Regions from separate parts of the Mus musculus genome. Here region 2 is linked to region 1. The links are chromatin contacts, called in public promoter capture Hi-C maps. All regions are on one chromosome and are shown on one strand. Each heading gives the region's core, a stretch centred on a gene start, on an enhancer-like site or on the middle of the called end of the contact. The rest is flanking DNA. Distances are from core to core; before and after follow the strand shown. Region 1 holds the start of Acsm5 (acyl-CoA synthetase medium-chain family member 5). Region 2 has its middle 22 kb from the start of Acsm4.

Evidence for each region. Promoter capture Hi-C pulls out the DNA fragments that hold promoters and counts their contacts.
Region 2: a contact with region 1 is called in a promoter capture Hi-C map of liver. The contact joins the enhancer-like site here to the promoter of Acsm5 in region 1. A contact is called at or near these places in 12 of 39 promoter capture datasets (3T3-L1-derived adipocytes, the C10 cell line, embryonic stem cells and 4 more), 1 of 15 datasets of contacts at CTCF or cohesin (embryonic stem cells), 57 of 484 Hi-C or Micro-C datasets (the Ba/F3 cell line, the G1E-ER4 cell line, Sertoli cells and 18 more), 4 of 115 datasets of contacts at active chromatin or transcription factors (astrocytes, hepatocytes and liver) and 2 of 9 other capture datasets (embryonic stem cells and pancreatic islet).

What each region holds. Positions count from the first base shown.
Region 1 is chr7:119,524,440-119,528,796 of GRCm38.p6, reverse strand. Acsm5 (acyl-CoA synthetase medium-chain family member 5) reads right to left here and starts at 2,532. Exons shown (of 14, transcript NM_178758.3): 1 at 2,360-2,532; 2 at 159-378. The coding sequence starts at 359. It also overlaps a transcript of Pdilt not described here.
Region 2 is chr7:119,665,372-119,669,740 of GRCm38.p6, reverse strand. No RefSeq gene overlaps it. Among named protein-coding and RNA genes, the nearest start is that of Acsm4, 22 kb to the left of the region's middle. Within about 2 kb of position 1,665, at least 4 of the 459 cell types and tissues checked have an H3K27ac peak or open chromatin away from gene starts, as enhancers often do. A contact at or near this core is called in hepatocytes and liver, where this site is marked.

The DNA.
Region 1 (4,357 bases), core at 1,283-3,782:
AGGCCTCAGGCTTTAGTGCTAACAGTTTCGATTTTAGGACTTGCCAAGTTCCCAGGTCACGGTGTTGAGATGTGCTTATCTTACAGTCTTGACTCTCACCACAGTATCTGGGGGACTTCAGATGCCCGAGTGGGACACCAGGGAAGGATGAGCCTCACCTTTTCCAGCTGACTCCACACATCCAACACATCATGAGCAAAGTTGAAGTACTCGGGCACTGGCTGCCTCCCCAGGCTGATGGCTTCCCAGGTAGCTACCACCTCAGGGATCGGGGGAGGTGGTGGCTGTGTGTGAATCCTGCAGACTCCCCAGGAACTCCTCAGAGCCTGGCAGGCCAGGCCTCTTAGCCACAACCTCATGACTTCTATCAACTTCTGCCTGTCACCAAAGAGGAGAGGGTATAATGTTGAATTCTGGAATTTGGGTTGAGGAGGAGTCTGTAACCAGCCATGTGTGTGGCAGTGTAGCTCATACTGACAGTCATTCGGCTGTGACACTGGAAGTGTCTCTTCTCTGAACGGGAAGTCCTCTCCTACCTCTCTCTGTATCAGGGTCTGCATGTATCTGAGACCATCCATTCACAGCCCAGTTCTTAAAACTTAGGCCTTCAAGGGGATCCCCCAATGACAGTAATTTTGCTGTTTTAAAAGCAATCAACATGCGTTTTATGTGTTTGTGTATATGGATTGTGTATGTGTTTTTAGATACACATGTGTGCTTAGGTGTGTGTGTTTAGGTGCATATGGAAGCCTTGACTGTTGTTTTTTTAGGCACTGCCCCCCCCCCTTTGAGGCAAGATCTCTCATTGTCTTATAACTGATCAGTTAGGCTATGCTGGCTGGCCAGTGCACCCCAGGAGTCCTCCTGTCTCCAGCTCCTCCATATAGGTTCTGGGATAGAATTAGGCCCTCATATTTGCAGGACAAAGATTTTGTTGACTGAATTATCTCCCTAGGTTCTTAACCCACTTCTTAACTGTTTCAACTGGTAAATAATTACATAGCCACTGGTATGTTTCAACTGGTAAATAATTAGAGGCCACAGTGGGACATTTCAGCTAATTTGTGCAGTATATGACGTCATCTCAAACAGCTCAACTCTGCCCAGTAGAACCAAAATGCTAGCCACACATGCCACACAGAGATTTATAGCACTGAGATGCAGGGAAGTAAAAAGGAAACAAATTAGATAATATATATGGTACTTAGCCAGGCATGTGAACAACATATCACTTGTCTTTTGTACCGAGACTGCAAGCAGAGTGTGCACTTGAGGCTAACACAACAGCTAGGTTTCTTAAGTGCCAGGAGCTGCCAGTGGTCAGAGCTGTTTTAGGGCCTTGCTGTTCAGGGGATAGGACCTTAGAGCATGAGTGGTCCCCAGAGCTGTGCCTTGGCTCCCACCTGTGAGTGTGACTCTGCATGTTCACAGGATCCCAGAGATATCTGTAGCCTGGGGACACTTTCAGTTTCAGTCCCTTGGGGCAAATTCCTCTAGTGATAACAGAACAGGGTAACAGTAAGACAATGATAATAGTTTAAACAGCAGGAAAGGCCCATTCCCACAACCACTGAAGGCTGACTGTGCACAGAGCATATTGCGAAAACAAAAACAAAAAACAAAAAACCCAACAACAATTTCACATCAATAAATTGCCCATGCACCTGAAACTATCCATGCTTTTGTAAGTAACTCTAATTAAACTCACTGGGTTCAGGAAATAATAACTTAAAAAACCAAAAATGCCAGAGAGGGACTAGTTGAGAAGGAGGAAGAGGGAGAGGAGGAGGAGGGAGAGGAGGAGGAGGAGGAGGGAGAGGAGGAGGAGGAGCAGGAGGAGGAGGAGGGCATCAGTGGGGATGGAAAGGGACAAAGAGTGGAAACGAGGATGATTAGGATGAAAACACATTTTATCCGGGTCTGAAAAGCCTCGCTGAAACCCATTATTGTGTATAATAACATAAGCGCTCGATCAACGGTAAGAACTACACAAAAAGCTTTTCATGAAGCCCTGTGACAACTCTCTCCCAAATTCTACTTTCCTCATTAGAGGAGGCGGCTTAGAAGGGAAACAGTTACTTCCGACTCTCACTTTCCAGAAAAGTCTAGGTTCAGCCTTTGGCTCGTAGCCACTAACACCGGGTTTAGAGCCTCGGATCTCCCGGACATCGCTCCTGTATTCTGCCTCACACACACCCGTTTCTTTGACTCTTCCCTTCTTGATGGCTGACCTCCACAGCCTTCAGGTCTTTCCTGACAATTTCCTAAGGTCACATTGTGCCATTCCTATCCTTGATTTAATCCCCAAAGGTCTCTGGGTAGGTGGCACGTGCCAGTGAAGGGTTTCTTGCTCAGTTACCTTGTTTTAAAATCTGAGGTACACAAAAGGCATCTGCGTTTCACTGCAGCAGCAAGGCAGACCTAAAAGCTCCTGAGAAGATTTCCCCAGAAGCGATGAAGGCAGGATTGGGACAGGGAGCTTTAGCCCCAAGCACAGCCTGGAGAAAACAGGGTTAGAAGTCAGCAGCTTCAAGTTTCAGAGGGTCAGGACACTGTGAGCTGGTGAAAGCAGCTCCCTGCCAGGGTTTCCCAGGCAAACAGTGCCTGCAAGATAAACCTTGGCCTGGAGTCAGCCTGTTAGGGACTGGCACACTAGTACACGTGCTCCCTGGAATTCAAATGAGAGCTTTATGCTGCTTTAACAGAAAGGACAATAAACCAGATCCTATCTGTTTTTCACCTGAATGCCCCCTTCTGCACCCCCAATACCCTTTGCCCAGGGCTTAAAGATAAAAAATGTGACCCTGAAGGAATAGCTTGGCAAAGGATGTGAGCAGGATTCTTTGAACGAATAAAATGGCTCTTGGATGGGGGCCAAGGCAGGACAATTACATAAATTTACTGGAAAGAAAAAAAAACTGGATATTACCTAAATAAAGCTGTTGAGATCAAATAGAAAGCTTTCTAATGCTCCCTACTTCCTCAAGGGTTAAAGCCAAAGCTGTGATATGGGTGCATGGCAGGCAGGCAGGCTGCTTCTTTGAGAACAGCAGCAAAAAACCATCCTGATCCACAGCCATTGGGATGCCATTAGTGTAGCTATCACCAGAACCAGCTTCCGAAGCTCCCACAGGTTAATTTGTGCTCCACCCCACCCCGTAATTGTTTCCAGCACAGTGCAGCTCCATGCCTGAGTCTTCCTGCCCAGATGCCCCTTCTACACGGTATCCTACCTTAAAGTCTCACATGGAACAGCCCCGGGACTCCCTCAGACCAGAACTGTCTCCACCAGCAGTCTTTTGCCACTCCTCCTCTGACCACCATTCCTCCCTCTCTAGGACGGGCCCCTTTCTAATGCTGTGTAGTTTTAGTTGCTGTGTAGTTTTAGTTAATTCCCAGTGTGTCTCCCCTTCACACAGGCACATCAGGACACGTGGGTGTAGATTTGGGATCCTCTGCACTCTGGCACTCCTGCACTCAGAATACTCCTTCATTTGGGAGAGGTCGTGATTCTTTGTTGAGTCCTCAAGTAGCAAAGGTGAAGATTCATTTAATATTTTTTCACTGCCAGATACTGTGTTGGGGTTTTCCATGGGTAATAAGTTCAAAGTGATTTCTGTGTTTTGCTTTTTTTATTGTATGTATGTATGTATGTATGTATGTATGTATGTATGTATGTATTTTTGGATAAAATCTAACCTGACAAAGTCCCCATACCCCAGCACAGGACCTCAGAGCATTGTTCTTAACACTAGAGGGGGATGAGGGGTTGTCACACAGGCTGTGTAGCAATCATACGCCATGTTCCTCCTCTGATCTCGTCAGGTCAACCAGGCCCATGTCCACGTGAGCAGCATTTCTTTCTCCCTGACTGCCTTGGCCACAGTGTCTTCACTGGGTCCTAGGCAATAAGCCCATGCCTGAATTTGCAGCAGTTTCTAGAGATATGTTCTACACACCCAGATATATGGACAAATGAGCTATCTTCAGGTGATAGAATTTCAATATCCCTGTGTCTGTCAGTATTTGATAAGAGCTGGGGCAGCAGAAAGCTGAAGGGTGAAAACTCTGGCCATAACAATGACACACTAATCATACAAACAGCCTTTATTTTAATAATATTTCCTGGGTGCCTAGTATATACTAAGCAAAGGAAATGACATGTAATTCAGGAGACAATTAAGGCCCAAAACAGGGTGAGGCTGTTAGCATTTGATACAAAGTGATTGGGAAAGGGGCAGCCGGGAAAGACATGTCCCTAGGCTTTAAAGAAGCCAAGAGAAGTCTTGAGTATTGCTGGGTAAAGAGCTTCCTGACCAAGGAGACTGCAACTCTAAGGCCCTGAGGTAAGAAGGTG
Region 2 (4,369 bases), core at 416-2,915, 140 kb before region 1:
ATCTTGCTGGCATATGCAATAGTGTCTGGGTTTGGTGGTTGTATATGGGATGGATCCCCGGGTGGGGGAGTCTCTGGATGGTCCTTCCTTCTGTCTCAGCTCTGAACTTCGTCTCTGTAAGTCCTTTCATGGCTATTTTGTTCCCCATTCTAAGAAGGAACAAAGTATCCACACATTGGTCTTCCTTCTTCTTGAGTTTCCTGTGTTTTGTATCTTGGGCAGTCTAGATTTCTGGGCTAATAGCCACTTATCAGTGAGTGCATATCATGTGTGTTCTTTTGTGATTGGGTTACCTCACTCAAAATGATATCCTTCAGATCCATCCATTTGCCTAAGAATTTTATAAATTTATTGTTTTAATTGCTGAGTACTACTCCATTGTGTAAATGTACCATATTTTCTGTATCCATTCCTCTGTTGAGGGACATCTGGTTTTTTTCTAGCTTCTGGCTATTATAAATAAGGCTGCTATGAACATAGTGGAGTATGTGCCCTTATTACAAGTTGGAACATCTTCTGGGTATATGCCCAGGAGAGGTATTGCTGGATTTTCCGGTAGTACTATGTCCAATTTTCTGAGGAACCACCAGACTGATTTCCAGAGTGGTTGTACAAGCTTGCAATCCCACCGGCAGTGGAGGAGTGCTCCTCTTTCTCCACATCCTTGCCAGCATCTGCTGTCACCTGAGTTTTTGATCTTAGCCATTCTGACTGGAGTGATGACTAAGGATGTTGAACATTTTTTCAGGTGCTTCTCAGCCATTCGGTATTCCTCAGTTGAGAATTCTTTGTTTAGCTCTGTACCCCATTTTTAATGGGGTTATTTGATTTTCTGGAGTCTAGCTTCTTGAGTTCTTTATATATATTGGATATTAGTCCCCTATCAGATTTAGGATTGGTAAAGATCCTTTCCCAATCTGTTGGTTGCAGAGGTTCATTTCTTACTGTGAGAGTATGCACTTTACTACAGAAATGCCACACACACCCTCCATTACAGGGACACAAAGGTGTGTGTGTGTGTATTGTTTGTAGAGGAGAGAGAAGGGGGGGAGAAGAAGAAGAAGGAGGAGGAGGGGAGGAAGAGGAGTAGTAGTAGTAGTAGTAGGAGGAGGAGGAGGAGGAGGAGGAGGAGGAAGAGGAGGAAGAGGAGAAGGAGGAGGAGGAGGAGGAGGAGGAAGGGCTAAGAGAGAGGGAAGAGAACATCCCATAGATATGGTCACACTGGTTTTGACCGACCTGTACTAGGTTACTGGACAAGGGCTCCAGAAATCTCTAGTGATCACGGACTCTTGTTCAAAGTCAGAATCGTTGCACTTACCCAACCTCAAGTAAGGAACATTTATTCTGTTTATCCACACCCACAAGAAGGGAATGCCATGATGAACCTTGATGAAATATGCTTATTATTATTTTGTTTTATTTTATTTTACTTTTCACTTTGTCTGGCTAAATTCCCATGGGTGAGTAAGACTTTCTCTCCCCTGAGCAGTTAAGTGGCTTATCTGCTTGTTCTAGGCCATCCACTCTTGAAGCTTGGTTTTCAGAGAGAAGTTCTGTCGGGCTTCATCCATGTCTGATTACAGAACCACGGTTAATATCCCGACAGCCACCAACTGGAACTGGATGTCCATGACTCAGGACTTTCACCAGCTAGTGGTAGGACAGACTTTGCTCTTTGGCATATTTGATCTGTGTCTTTGACCCTTACAATCCAGGTTATTGCTCTCTGTCAAGTAGTAGCTGCTTCCAAGAAGTACACTCTGTACTTTACCAAGGTTTGAGTGTCAAAGGGAAAATGTTCCAGAACTCACTTTGGAGAGGGTGTTTTGCTTTGTTTATTTGTTTTGCACAAAACTAAGGCTAGGTGTCTGGGTTAGGTGGGATTATATTTTCATTCATGTCTTCTTGTCATACTCATAAATATCAATTTTGTAAAATGATGATTGCATTTGTTGTCATTCCCATAACTTTCCAAGTTTTCTGTTCATTTACATATTAACTTGCAGTATTGTTACTGATTGGCTTAAGGGTCATTTTATGAAATATGAAAGTGAATTTTTATCATTGATTATTTGGAATCACATTCTTATAGCATGTTAGTTCTCAATGCTTAATATTATATACACTTATTTTGACACACAATTTGTATGTCCTTCAGAGATATGTCCTTAAGTGTCTTTTTAAGAACTGGCATGAAGGTTGAAAGAAAATTGTGATAGAAATTGTGCTAAGCAATTTTCTGTGCATGATTATGGTTGGATTAATAACCTAGGCATTGTAAAACAGGGGCGCGTTTCTCTTAGTCATGCTCACGCTCACAAGCATATTTCGTGTGCTACTTTCACATGTATTGTTCACATTTGATTAGTTGTTTTCCCTCAGTCTTTCACATTGTATGGGCATACTTCTGGGTATGCCCAGAGAATTTTAAGAGGATGACTCATGGGGATTTAGCAGAAGGCCCAGGTTTCCTGTCCACTGTTAAGTTTATATGTGTTTATTTCTCAGTTTTAAAGTGATCCTTTAACTTTGGAATAAAATTGTATTTAGAGTTCTAAAAATGTAGAGCTGGGGGCTGGAGAGAAGAACACTGACTGCTCTTCCAGAGGTCCTGAGTTCAAATCCCAGCAACCACATGGTGGCTCACAACCATCTGTAATGGGATCCGATGCCCTTGTCTGGTGTGGCTGAAGACAGCCCCAGTGTACTCATATACATAGAATAAATAAAATCTCTAAAAAGTGTAGAGCTGGGGATGCAGCTCGATTGGTAGAGTGCTTACCCAGCATGCACAAGGTCCTGGGTCCAAGCCTCAGCACCACAAAGACCAAGAATGCACATCTGTAATCCCATTATGTGCATGTAGAGGCAGGAAGAACAGAAGTTAAAGGCCATCTTCAGTTATATATGACCAGCCTGGGCTACGTGAGACCAAACAAATAAACAAACAAACCCCCAAACATCTTCTTATTCATATTTCTCAGGAAAAACAAATTTTACACTTATATATGCCCAGTGAGGAATCACCCCTTTCAGGAAGGGATCACATCTGTTAGTCACAACTGTCCGTGTTCTCCCCATTGCTCGTCTCCAAAGCTGATGCACCTGTCCATTTCCCCAAGATCCAAAAGGCAGAAGGGACAAATGGCTGTCTATTAGCATACCATGGCATATGCTGGCCTTCAAGCTCCTTCAGAATCACAAGAACCTGTTATCCATTTCAAAGGCCATGCTAGTATCAGGACTCTTCTCACCTCTTCCCCTACCCTAAGCCCCCCTAGCTCACAGGCTTCCTTCCCCATGGCTATACCACTCCCCTTATAGCTCTGCTATTTTGGTATGCCCTCTCTCTTTCTTCCTCACTTTCCCTCTCCCCCTCCATCCCTCTCTTGCTCTCTCCTCCTCTTTTCTTCTTCTTCTTCTTCTTCTTCTTCTTCTTCTTCTTCTTCTTCTTCTTCTTCTTCTTCTTCTTCTTCTTCTTCTTCTTCTTTCTCTTCTTCTTCTTCTCCTCTCTTCTCTTCTTCTTCTTCTTCTTCTTCTTTCTTTTCTTCTTCTTCTTCTTCTTTCTTTTCTTCTCTCCTCCTCCTCCTCCTCCTCTTCCTCCTCCTCCTCCTCCTCCTCCTCCTTCTCCTTCTCCTTCTCCTCCTCCTTTCTTCTCCTTCTTCTTCTCTTCTTCTTCTTCTTCTTCTTCTTCTTCTTCTTCTTCTTCTTTCTTTTCTTCTTCTTTCTTTTCTTCTTCTTCTTCTTTCTTTTCTTCTTCTTCTTTCTTTTCTTCTTTCTTTTCTTCTTCTTCTTCTTCTTCTTCTTCTTCTTCTTCTTCTTCTTCTTCTTCTCCTTCTCTCTCTCCTTCTCTCTCTCTCTCTCTCTCTCTCTCTCTCTCTCTCTCTCTCTCTCTCTCCTTTCCCACACTCCCAACCCATCTCTATCCATCTGCCCTGCTCCCACTTCTCTCATGACCAGGTCTAATCAGCTGGCCATGGTCAGTCTGCTTCTACTTCTTTCTCTCTTTGCTCTGGATTCTCCCAGTTGTCTTGCTTTCTTATAACTACAATAAAAAATCAGTCATGTTGTCAGTTTATACACCACCTTTCACACATCTCTGACTTTTGTGAGGTGATATGTACCCTAAGAGTCAATAGTATAATTTTGAGATTGATACATAATTGGTTGTGTATCAACAGTTGGATTCTCCTCATAGATGGCAGATGGAGCCACCTGTTTGAGTAGTATACACTTCTTCTTCCATCTTATAAAGAGATGTGGGTCTGTATCTCCCTTCACTTTTTACTTTCACAACAGAAGCTGGTTCACTAACACCCCTGCAAAATTTCCCATAAAATCTCTATAGTTTGAATTGACTTGGAAAACA